Linked DNA regions of Mus musculus: region 1 is linked to region 2. The links are chromatin contacts, called in public HiChIP or PLAC-seq maps. All regions are on one chromosome and are shown on one strand. The core of a region is the stretch at or near the end of the contact, and the rest is flanking DNA. Distances in the headings are between cores, read along the strand shown. Region 1 holds the start of 1810010H24Rik (RIKEN cDNA 1810010H24 gene). Region 2 holds the start of Ccdc47 (coiled-coil domain containing 47).

The links. HiChIP or PLAC-seq counts read pairs in DNA pulled down with a chosen protein or histone mark.
Region 1: an H3K27ac HiChIP or PLAC-seq map of stem cell-derived neural progenitor cells shows a contact between it and region 2, with 5 times the contacts expected there. The contact joins the promoter of 1810010H24Rik here to the promoter of Ccdc47 in region 2. A contact is called at or near these places in 2 of 39 promoter capture datasets (neural stem cells and pre-B cells), 3 of 115 datasets of contacts at active chromatin or transcription factors (bone marrow-derived macrophages, embryonic limb bud and stem cell-derived neural progenitor cells) and 2 of 9 other capture datasets (adipose tissue and liver).

What each region holds. Positions count from the first base shown.
Region 1 is chr11:107,023,764-107,029,120 of GRCm38.p6, forward strand. 1810010H24Rik (RIKEN cDNA 1810010H24 gene) reads left to right here and starts at 2,106. Exons shown (of 4, transcript NM_001372502.1): 1 at 2,106-2,206; 2 at 4,047-4,505; 3 at 4,603-4,794. The coding sequence starts at 2,131.
Region 2 is chr11:106,214,138-106,219,520 of GRCm38.p6, forward strand. It overlaps Ccdc47 (coiled-coil domain containing 47), which reads right to left and starts at 2,230. Exons shown (of 13, transcript NM_026009.2): 1 at 2,012-2,230. It overlaps Ddx42 (DEAD box helicase 42), which reads left to right and starts at 2,789. Exons shown (of 18, transcript NM_028074.4): 1 at 2,789-3,019.

The DNA of each region.
Region 1 (5,357 bases), core at 856-3,355, 810 kb after region 2:
CCTTCGGAAGAGCAGTCGGGTGCTCTTACCCACTGAGCCATCTCACCAGCCCTCTTCTTTTCTTTTCTTATTGGATATTTTCTTTACTTACATTTCAGATGTTATCCCCTTTCCTGGTTTCCCTCCCTCCCAGAAACCCCCATCTCATCTTCCCTCCCCCTGCTTCTATGAGGCGTTCCTTCACCCACCCACACACTCACTCCCACCTCTCCACCCTCGATTCCCCTACACTCGGGTATCTATCGAACCTTCATAGGACCAAGGACCTCTCCTCCCAATGATGCATGACAGGGCCATTCTCTGCTACATATGCAGCTGGAGCCATGTGTACTTCTGTGTTGATGGCTTAGTCCATGGGAGTTCTGAGGGGGGGGGGTCTGGTCGGTTGATATTGTTGTTTAAAAATATTCATTTAAGTTTACATGGAAGTGTGTGTGTGTGCCTGCCTGTATGGGAGTGCAGTGCCTGTGAGCGGGAGCCTGAGATGGTCAGACGCATCGGGGCCCCTGGAAATGGAGCAAGGTTGTTTCGTGGCCATCTGGGAACTGAATGTAGTCCTGCAGAAGCAGTCACTGCTCTTAGCCCACGAGCCAGTTCTCCAGCTCTGGGTTTGTTTTTGTTTTTGTTTTTTTTAAAAACAGCCCTTGCTTCTTTGGAGACACCAGCTGTGACTATATACTGTGAATACTTTTGAGACAAGGCCCCCTGTGTCCCAGGCTGGCCTGAGATAGATCTCTGTGCGGCTGAGGATGTCCTTAAACCCATCTTCCTCACTCTGCCTCAGCGGGTTGGGGTTATAGGCTCCACCACTCCTCATGTATGAAGTGCAAGCAATCCAATCCGGCACTTCCTGCCTCTAAGGCAGGCATTTTACTGACTGAGTTACATCCCTCATGTTATTCTTCGGGCAGCTGAAGTTGAGCCAGTTGAGCCATAACTCCTACCTCAGAGAACAAACTGATGGGTCTGTGTACCTAGTCTGCCTCCTAGTCTCTTCAGAAGATGGAGACCTGCCTCTGTCTGCCTGAGTGTTCCCACTCTGTAGTTTCTGAGACCCCCAAGACTCTACTCAGTCCACCAGCACTCTAGCGTCAGGCCCCTGGATCAGTGACGCAGAACCCTGAGGCTTCCTCAGCAACTCTGTGTACCTCACACCAAGCCATTCGCGCCTTCGTGCATCTGTTTGGGTTTGAAGCTGTGGACCGAGAATTAGTCCCGAGGCTTCAGACCTGTTCTGGAGAAATGATACCCTAATCTCCCCACCCCCACCCCTTGACAAATGACGGTTTTATTTCATCTGAGTGGAAAAGCCTTTCCCTCAGGACCGATCGAGCTGTGATGCTGTGTCAGGAAGCTGAACATAAGCAGCAAAGGAGTTTGCTTTTCTTAGACACAATAAAAACTGCCTGTTCCCAAGCAGTGAGATGCCCCCAGCATTGGAAAGGTGGTTTGCCAATCTTTAGGCATTCAGTATACACTTGGTGAATGTGGCCAACTGAATACTAGTTATCAATGGATGGGTGGAGGGAGAAAAGAGGGAAGGAGAATGGGAAGGGGGCAGAGGAGAGGGCTGTCAAGAAAAAAAAAATTTGCTCACACCCCCCCCCCCGACCCCCCGGCCCGTTTCTGACTCTAGAATATCAAGATTGCATATACAGTCAAACAGCTTTGCCAAACTTGGTTTGTCAGGCAATTGCCTCACAGGTCCTGGAATGCGTTTTTTTGTCATCCGGAGTCCCCTCCCCTCAACAAGCTCAAGCTATTCTAAGCGCTAATTTATTTGTTGTTGATTTCATCACTCGCGTTCCTTCAGCCCCCTCAAAACCCTCACTCTCCCCTAGCCTGTCACCTCACCCCAAGCACACCACCCACCCGGAGCAAGAGCTCAAGGCCGTGCTGTTCTCCTGGCCCACAGAGCCCAGTCCGGACCACACATCCGACCCCCCTCGGAAAGAGGGAGAGATCCCCGCCGCTCCGTTTTGTTTCAATGGTCTGTGCAGCCAGCTATGCTCGTTTCCCCAAAGGCTGCCCCTCATTAGCATGAACGGGGGTGGGGGTGTGTGTGGGGGGAGAGGAAGCGAGCCAAAGCCCTCGCTGCGTTTTCCAGCCTGGGGAACCCTGTCTACAAAAATGACAGCTCGAGCCCTCTGGCTTCTCTGTTTGATCGTCGGATGGTCCCCCGAAGCCCCGGTGGCGGAGAGAAAAGGTGAGGTCGCTAAAATGCAGCGCCCCAGGGATTGGGAAAGGGGCGAGACGCAGGGCGGGACGAGCCAAGGGTCAGAGCCTGCGGGACAGGCGACTCCGGGTCTGCGTGCGTGCCAGAAAGCAGCGACAAGGGTCTCCCAATATTTCATGTCCCTTGGCAGCCTTTTCAGAAGGAAAGACGGGTTCAGCTGCTGAAATGATCTCGTGCGAGCCAGGCAAGCTGGAGAAAACTTTGCATGTTAAATAGCTGCATCCGGAGGAGGGAAAGTGTCAAAAGGGGTCGCGGCGCGCTGTGGACAGGCTCCCAGGCTTGGGATGGTGACACAGGCCAGCAATGGTGCGACAACTCTGGGCATTCTACTCCTCTCTCGCAGCTCTGGTATAGCCTCTGGTATACCTGAACCTTGATAACACTCTCTCTCTCTCTCTCTCTCTCTCTCTCTCTCACACACACACACACACACACACACACACAAATCAGGCAGTCTTGGCCAGGTGGTGTTTTTGTTTTGCTATTGTTAGGATATTTTGCTCATCTTACTGTCTCTGGGAATAATAGCTTCCACACCTAACTGGGCAATTTATTTTAGGTCATTTTATTGTTGTTGTTCCACACGGAAATTGAACGACTTCATTGGCATTTAACTCCACATTAGACCATCTTTTCCATGACAACAGATGGTGGTCTAGAGGGGAAGCAGCTGAGGTCAACAGTTGACAGGAGTTGGATAGCCACCAGAACTTTATCTATCGGCTATGCATGGTGTGCAGGTTTAACATAGGGAGGGAGTCAGATCCAATGGCTTTGCAAAAACACAAACTGTGTAACTAACCATTCCTGCTGGGAGAAAGCTGATTTTTTAAGATTATTCATTTGGCAAGATGCATCATTATAAAGGAAGTGCTGTCAAGGCTGCAAGGGGCACAACAAGCTCTTTAATGCAAACGAGGGAAAGTAGGTTGTGGGGCTGTGCTTGGCTGAAGGAGCACTGGGAGGTGGTGAGATTGCATCCCTGGACATGCAAAGTTGCCCAGACTTGAAGCTGTGCTCCAACCTGTATGCAGAGCTGAAGAAAATCATTAATAAAATTTAAAAAGGTGTATTGATATTCGGGAGATTTCCTAATGGGGAGGGGTAATGCTTTTATAATTACTCAGGGGCCTCTGCCTCCCAGCCAAGCTTTAAAAACCCCTTCTAAGCTGTTGTTTACTACTAAGTGGTGTCCAAGAAGCCAGATAAAAAAATCCACTCACAAATTCTTGATGCTGCCTTGCCGAGATGACAGTGTAAACACGGATGGGAAAACCAAATAGTTCTGTCGTCAGGGGCGCTTAAACAATTAGGAGAAACCTGTAACTCGAGACGTTTCCCCTCGGGACTTGCTATTGGTACTTTCTCAACAAACTCTCTCTCTCTCTCTCTCTCTCTCTCTCTCTCTCTCTCTCTCTCTCTCTCTCTCTCTCTCTCTCTCCCTCTCTCTCTCTCTCTCTCTGTGTGTGTGTGTGTGTGTGCGCGCGCGCGCGTAGGGTATAGGTGTTTAACCAATGCCACCTGAACTGTTTGGCTCTAGAATAAATAGAAGACCGTACTTTGAAAAGCTATAGTTAAAGTTTCTTAACAATATAATGTCCTCTTAGTACTAATGTTGGATTTACTTGTTTATTCTTAGGATAGTTTGACTCCGTAGTCTAGGCTTCCTCGAACTCGCAGCCAGCCTCCTGCCGAAGCCTGGTGCTACAGGCAATGGTCCTTTCGTGTAGAGCTACAGCAGGTGCTCGCTCCGACGCCCCTCTGCTCCCCTCGCGCCTCCCCTGGGCTCACGCCTCGCTTTCTCCCGCAGCCCCGCCGCCGCACCGAAAGCCCGACTCCCGGGAGACTCCAGGGCCACGCGCGCAGCCGCTGCCCGAGTTCTCGCGCCGCCCGCGTGCCGCCTACGCAGGACCGCGCGCCTGGCCCGACCCCCGGCGCCGGAAGACCGCGCCGCCCGCCGACAACCGCGCCGGCTTCCGGGATGCAGTGCACGCGCCCGCGGCGCTTCCGGGCCCGCGCCTCGCGCAGGCGGAGAACCGCGCGTCCCCGCCCGAGGACTCTCCGCGGCGCGCGCTCTCTCGGGCCGTGCGACCTCCGGGCGCGCGCGCCGCCAGCCCCGCCCACCCGAACCGGCCGCGCGCAGCAGCGCAGCCCTCTGGGACCCCGCAGGCGCTGTCGCCGGAGGACAGGGAGCCAGAGACTCAGTCCTGCGCGCGCGCCTGCAGCGCGGACGCGGACGAGTGGGAGGCCTATTGCGCCAGCGAATTCGGTGAGCGCGCTGCACCCTCCCGGGAACCCGCGCGCCCGTCCCCGTCCCGGAGCTAGTTGTAATGCTTTTTCCTCCAAACCCTGTTTTTCCAAAGCAGCGGTGAATGGAATCGTGCACGACGTGGACGTGTTGGGCGCGGGCATGCGCCTGGTGACTCTTCTGGTGGACCCCGACGGGCTGTACAAGATGAGCCGCCTGTACATCACTCCCGACGGCTTTTTCTTCCGCGTGCATATACTAGCCCTGGACTCCTCCAGTTGCCATAAGCCGTGTCCAGAATTTAAACCCGGTATCGAAATCCCGTCCCCCGAAAAGGCCATTCATCGTGTCCTTTATAATGCTACTGGGGACCTGAGTGCTGCAGCCCAGCTTCTGTTGGTCACCCCAGCACCCAACTCCCTTTTCAAAGACCAGGCGTTGAGCAGGGCCTCACATACGCCAGGCAAGCATGTCATAAGTTACACTCCCAGAATTTGTCTTTTTCAGACAGGCTCTTGATAGAAAGCCTGGCCTCGAAATTCCGGTAATCCTCTTCCTTCAGCCTTAACATATGCTGGGTTACTGGTGGAGCTCAACCCCAGCTCCTTCGTGACCAAACAGTAACTACTGTTTAACCAATAGAGTTTAGATGACAGCTGTACCTTTTCAGCTCCCTCAAGGTGAGAACATTGGTTGGCACAGAACAGGCCAGCGGTGATGGTGCAACTCCAGCATCCAGGAGCAATTTGGAAACATGAAGGGTCAGAAGTTCAAGGTCATCTCCCCCAAAGCCAGCTTTGGCTAAAACAAGACAAATCCCCAAACACCGATATGTTGATACCTAGGTTGACACTTCTTTGTTTCTTTGTTTTG
Region 2 (5,383 bases), core at 980-3,479:
AAATAAATAAATTATTCTTAAAAATCCTTTATAAAAGAACTAAAGACTATAGAGAATAAGATACAATTATGGATATGTAAATAGTTACAAAATAATCCATAAATAAAAACCACGCAGACTGGAAAGAAGCCAGTGTAACTCTTGTCATTCTTGTGACATACATAAGGTTGGCTTCACCATCAGTACTAAAAGAGACAGCCATTTACCTACAGACCAACTGTAGATCTGTGTTTGGCCTGCAGACACGTTCTCCTGAACACACACTTGCTCAGATCACCGCAAGTGTGAACACTTAAGTACAGAAAGAAGATGCATCAGTCCAACTACCACGTTACTCCACGGGCTCAGACTGAAGGTACTGATTTTGTATGAAATCACAGAGTACAATGCAAAAATATTTCCAACCAACAAAAGCATTTATGCTACATTTTCAATTCTGCTCCCTAATCTAAACACCAGTCCTATATCTTTAATTATCTAAAAAACAAAACAAAAACAATAAACATCTGTTTTTAAGCATTGAAATTCAGCCTAAAGGATAGATGCGTGTAAGAGTTTTATTACTGATAGGGTATGTGTATTACGACTGATGATTAAACTAGAAGTTGTCTTCTGACCTCTCCATGCACAGCGATATAATACCTCCCCCTTTATATATGCCTGACCCAAATAAATAAATTAATGTAATTTTTAAAATGTTACAAAGGGAGGCTGGGGATGTAACTCAAGCTGTTGAGACTGTCTAAATTGATAGCAGGACCATATAAGATTGGGTGTGGCGGTTTACTCCTGTAATCCCAGCACTTGGGAGACTGAGGCCGAGAGTCCAAGGCCATCTTCTTCTACATAGTGAGTCCAGGCTTCAGGAGACCCCTGTCTCAAAAGCTCCAAGGGGCCGGTAGGGTGGGTGAGGTATCCCAGTACTCAGGAGTCAAATGCAGGCACATGTCCAAATTCAAGGCTAGCCAGGACTACATAGCGAGACCCTATACTTAAGGGGGTGGGGGTGGTGGCAGGTATAGTAGTTCCAGTGGCCTGCCCTGCCTTGTCCTACATAGTGATATTAGGCCAGCCTGCAAGAGTAAGAGGCACTGCCTCAAAGAACAAAGAGCGTCTGCTTTAGTGGCTCCCTGTCCAAGCAGAAGTAACTACATATCCCTGTCAATTTGACAGTCTGGCCATTTCAGTCTATACCAGGAGTGTTCACAACACAGAAGTGTTTCTAATGGAATTCATACAGGCTCCCTCAAGGTTATTTATGTTAAAATTATCCAAGCCATTTGTGCACTGGCTTTCTGATAAGACTCAGCTGGACCTGTCAACCCATTTCTCAGATGCACAGCTCTCTGCCAGGCCATCCAGCCTCTAGGACTTCTGAAGCAGAAAACACTAGACTCCAAGCCAGGCACAACATTAACACACCCATCTTGATTATCTTCCGCAAGCTCTCTCAGTAAAAAGGAGTATATGTAGCAATCATTGCTTGTCCTCCCAGGCCTCTGTGGCATCAGTCAAAATGATGAAATTTCTAGAAATGATGTAGACATTACTGTCACCTTACAAAGTAAAGTGTTGGTTACAAATAACTTGCATGTTAGAAACCTTCGGGTAAGGTCGACTCTAGAAGCGGTTGCTTCCGTGAAACTTCTAGTGTCTAGTCCTAGGTCCACCACGGAGAAGCCTAGTTCGATGCTCTTTTATTCTTCTGGCTACACACCAGATATTTTCTCAGATTTTGTCCTGTTGGTTGGGATCTACTCGAAACCTTCCCCCAAATCTTCCTAAAGCCCAACATAAAATGGAGCAGAAAAGGATGGACAGAGGTTTAGTCTTTTTTTTTTTCTTTTAATTCTGGAAAGATAAGTTGAGGGTATTGATGCATGTCACCACCGGCCGGACTTAAAGGGTTGGTTAGGAGGGAAACAGTACCTGGCTCTGCGGCCATGCAACTTAGTCACCGCTCGGCCTGGCACGGTCACACCGACTGGAATGTCATGGCCCCGCTACCTACCTGCACCCGAGGCTGCAACCGGGCCCGGGGCTCCTGAGGCCACTACCTCCAACCAGCCTGCCTTTGTCTGGTTTCTGTCTTCAGGTCGCAAAGATAATCTGCGGGCCGCGATGTCACTGAACAGCCCAGAACAGGTAGCTCAGTCACGGCACCCTACTCTTCACGTAGCTTCAGCCGTCCGTTACGTAGAATGCGTACAGCTAGTTTGCGCCTGCGCGCGGGGTGGGGGCGGGGCGCGGCCTTCAGGACATCCGCGCAAGGCGAGCTAGGGCTGCTGGGAAAATTACGTAACCCCCAGCGTCCCCTGGGCTACAAGTGCTCTAACTAGCGGAGGCTGCGTTTCTCCCGTAGGGTTCCGTCCGTCGGGTAGACGTCACTTTGATCGGATGCTCCGGAAGCTAAAGGTGGCCATAGTCTATGGGGCCATGTGGACAGAGGCATGAAGGGAAATGTTGCCCGAGTCGTGGGTTTTTTGTGTTGCTTTGGTTTTTGGCAAGGGACAAGAGCTAAGGGAAGGTGGACATTCTTATGTAAATGAAGTTTCCAATCAACACCTTATTACCTTGAGTTTTTCGGGCGGTTCCCCATCGCCGCGGCTCTCTTCATTGCAGACTCCCTCACTACACGACCCAGACACAATCCTCACCCAGGACCAGATTCCCGTCCGGGGTGTGTGACGTAGTTATGTTGCGTTCCGGAATCGGAAGAGCGGCATTAATTGGCGCCTTTCGGCAGCCGTAGCCCCAGCCCCACCCTTCGGCTCGCGCTCTACTTAGCGCGCATGTCAGACGCTCCCCCCACCCTACCCCCAGTCAGCAACGGGCCGTGAGGCGGCGGCGAAGGGGGCGGAGGAAGAGCGCGGCTGGACGCGGTCCCGCACCGCGCGTACGCAGGGCCGCGGGGGTTCTTTCGCGCCGACTGGAGTAGCAACTGCGTCTGCAGCCGCGGCAGCGGGTTTGGGTGAAGGGCTCGCCAGACGCAGTGCCGCTAGCCCGGGGGACACGAGAGGTAACTGGGGCCTGGCGAGGGCGGAGGAACCTCGGCCTCGTTTAACAAAGAATCGGCAGAGCCTGGGGACCCGGGTGGCTGCGGGGGTCCGGGCAGGGATGGGTACGCGATCTGGAGCCCCGAGGTGGCCCTCTGGAGCTACGTTGCCTTCCCACGGCTCTGCTCCTTGCACGTCTTAACGAGGCCCACTTGGCGGCTTTCCGGAGGCGGTGCTTGATGGGCTCCAGGAAGGGATTTTTCAGGGTGCTGGGCTCCGAAGCTGTGAGAGCCAGTGGAGGAGTATTGATCCTTGTAGGTAGCTGTTGGGGATTGCGGACCCACAAATGGAGGCGGGGAGGGTCTCGGTAGCGGAGGTTGACAGATTAGAAGGCTGTGATAGTCATTGATCTTTGTGAAACCTTGAGTAGATCATGATTAACATCATCACCATAGTTACAAACTTTTTGCGGCCTACTTGAGCCTACCTGATTTGAATAATATATATGGGTTGAAAACCTGTATCAGAATCGTAAGGAAAAAATTATACTAGTCAAGTTTGGAAGCATATATAAACTTTTCTGTCATCTTAGCTTTTTCCCTTTTCACCCCTACCCCTTTAGGCTGTGGTTTTGTGGCTTTCCTACTGTGTTGTTGTTGTTGTTACTATTTGCAAGTGTTATTTCTGTATTGTCTCCTACACATACCTGAACAGCTATTAAGCTGAACAATTATTAAGTAGAGTAGATATTATGTCTTTTTCTTTTTCTTTTTTTTCTTCCTTCGAGACAGGGTTTCTCTGTAGCCCTGGCTGTCCTGGAATTCACTCTATAGACCAGGCTGGCCTCGAACTCAGAGATCCACCTGCCTCTGCCTCCCAAGTGCTGGGATTAAAGGCGTGCATCACCACCCGTCGTGGGTGGTAGGTTATGTCTTAATTCGTTTAAACTTTGTAGAGTCCAATCCTGTTCTGACAGGTGGGAAGTGAACAGTAAGTCTGATATAAAAATTTATTCTTCCAGGGCGAAAATGTTATTTTACTTTACCTAGAAGGAGAATTGCAGTGATTCATTTAAAAATAAAATTGTTATTGCCTTGCCTCTGTGCCTGTTCTCTCTTGAATTGCTTAAGTGTTAAATCTATGACCACTGCACTCATGAGACTCTTTATATACATTTTTTGGACGTATTATTTTGTTTGTCTTTGTTTTTGTTTTTTCAAGACAGGGCTTTTCTGTATAGCTCTTGTTGTTCTGGAACTCACTCTGTAGACCAGGCTGGCCTGGAACTCAGAAATCTGCCTGCCTCTGCCTCCCAAGTGCTGGGATTAAAGGCATGCGCCACCACTGCCCGGCACGTTATTTCTTTATGTATGTTTATCATGCCCTCCTGTAGAGGTTAGAGGCCAACCTCTGGGAGTTGGTTTTCTCCTTCCACTATGTAGGTCCTCAGGATGGAATTCTGGTCAGGCGATTAATCTGTAGAACCATTTTACCAGTCCATTTATGAAACTTTCTAAAGAAGAAGGAGAGATGTGTGTTATGCTTTATGTTAAAGAGTAGTCTGTACCAGCAAAGGAGGCTTGGGAGAAGCTGCAATAGAGTAGTCAGGGAAAGCCCTTTCTGGTATCTAACAGATATTTAGGCAAGCTAGAAAATGGTGAGAGCATCTAACCACGGAGGTATCTGGAGAAAGGAATGTTCTGAGCAGGTGGACAGCAATCATGAAGGCCTTGAAGGGGACAAAGCTGGGCCTGTTAGAGGAGCAGTGTGTTTGTAGCACTTAGCAAATGAAGGAATGAGAAGATGAGGATGAAGATGAGATGAAGGATGAGACCGTAAAGGAAGAAAGGAAAACAAAGCAACTAGGGCCTTGTAGACGGTTTTGAAGATTTTGTCCTCATTCTGCATGAAATGGGGCTGTCTGAGCAGAGGAGTGCTAAATCTGACTTACATTGTAATTCAGTTCCATTCACTGTAATGTAGATTGTGATAATATAATGTAGTCTGTTTCAAAGTTCCAAGTTGTCCTTGGCTTTGTTAAAACTGATAGGAAAGGGGTGCTTTTCAGACAACTCTCACCACTCCCCTCACTCACATTTTATTAGATTTGGAATGTGATGAAAGTCTTGGTAAATGAGCTAAATACCTAATAAAAAAAAAAATGAAAAAAAAAAAAAAAAAAAAAGAAAGTCTTGGGTATTTGACAGCTTTGCATTACATTAAAGAAAGTGACAAAATTATAATTTGAATATAGCTATTTTTTATTCTGTTTTAATTTCCTATTAAGCCATTAAAAAACTAACTGGCTCAACAGTGTTTAAGATGTTCTTACTAAGCAGATTATTAAGTAGAGTAGATATTAACCAACTGTCATTGTAGCTCTCTTA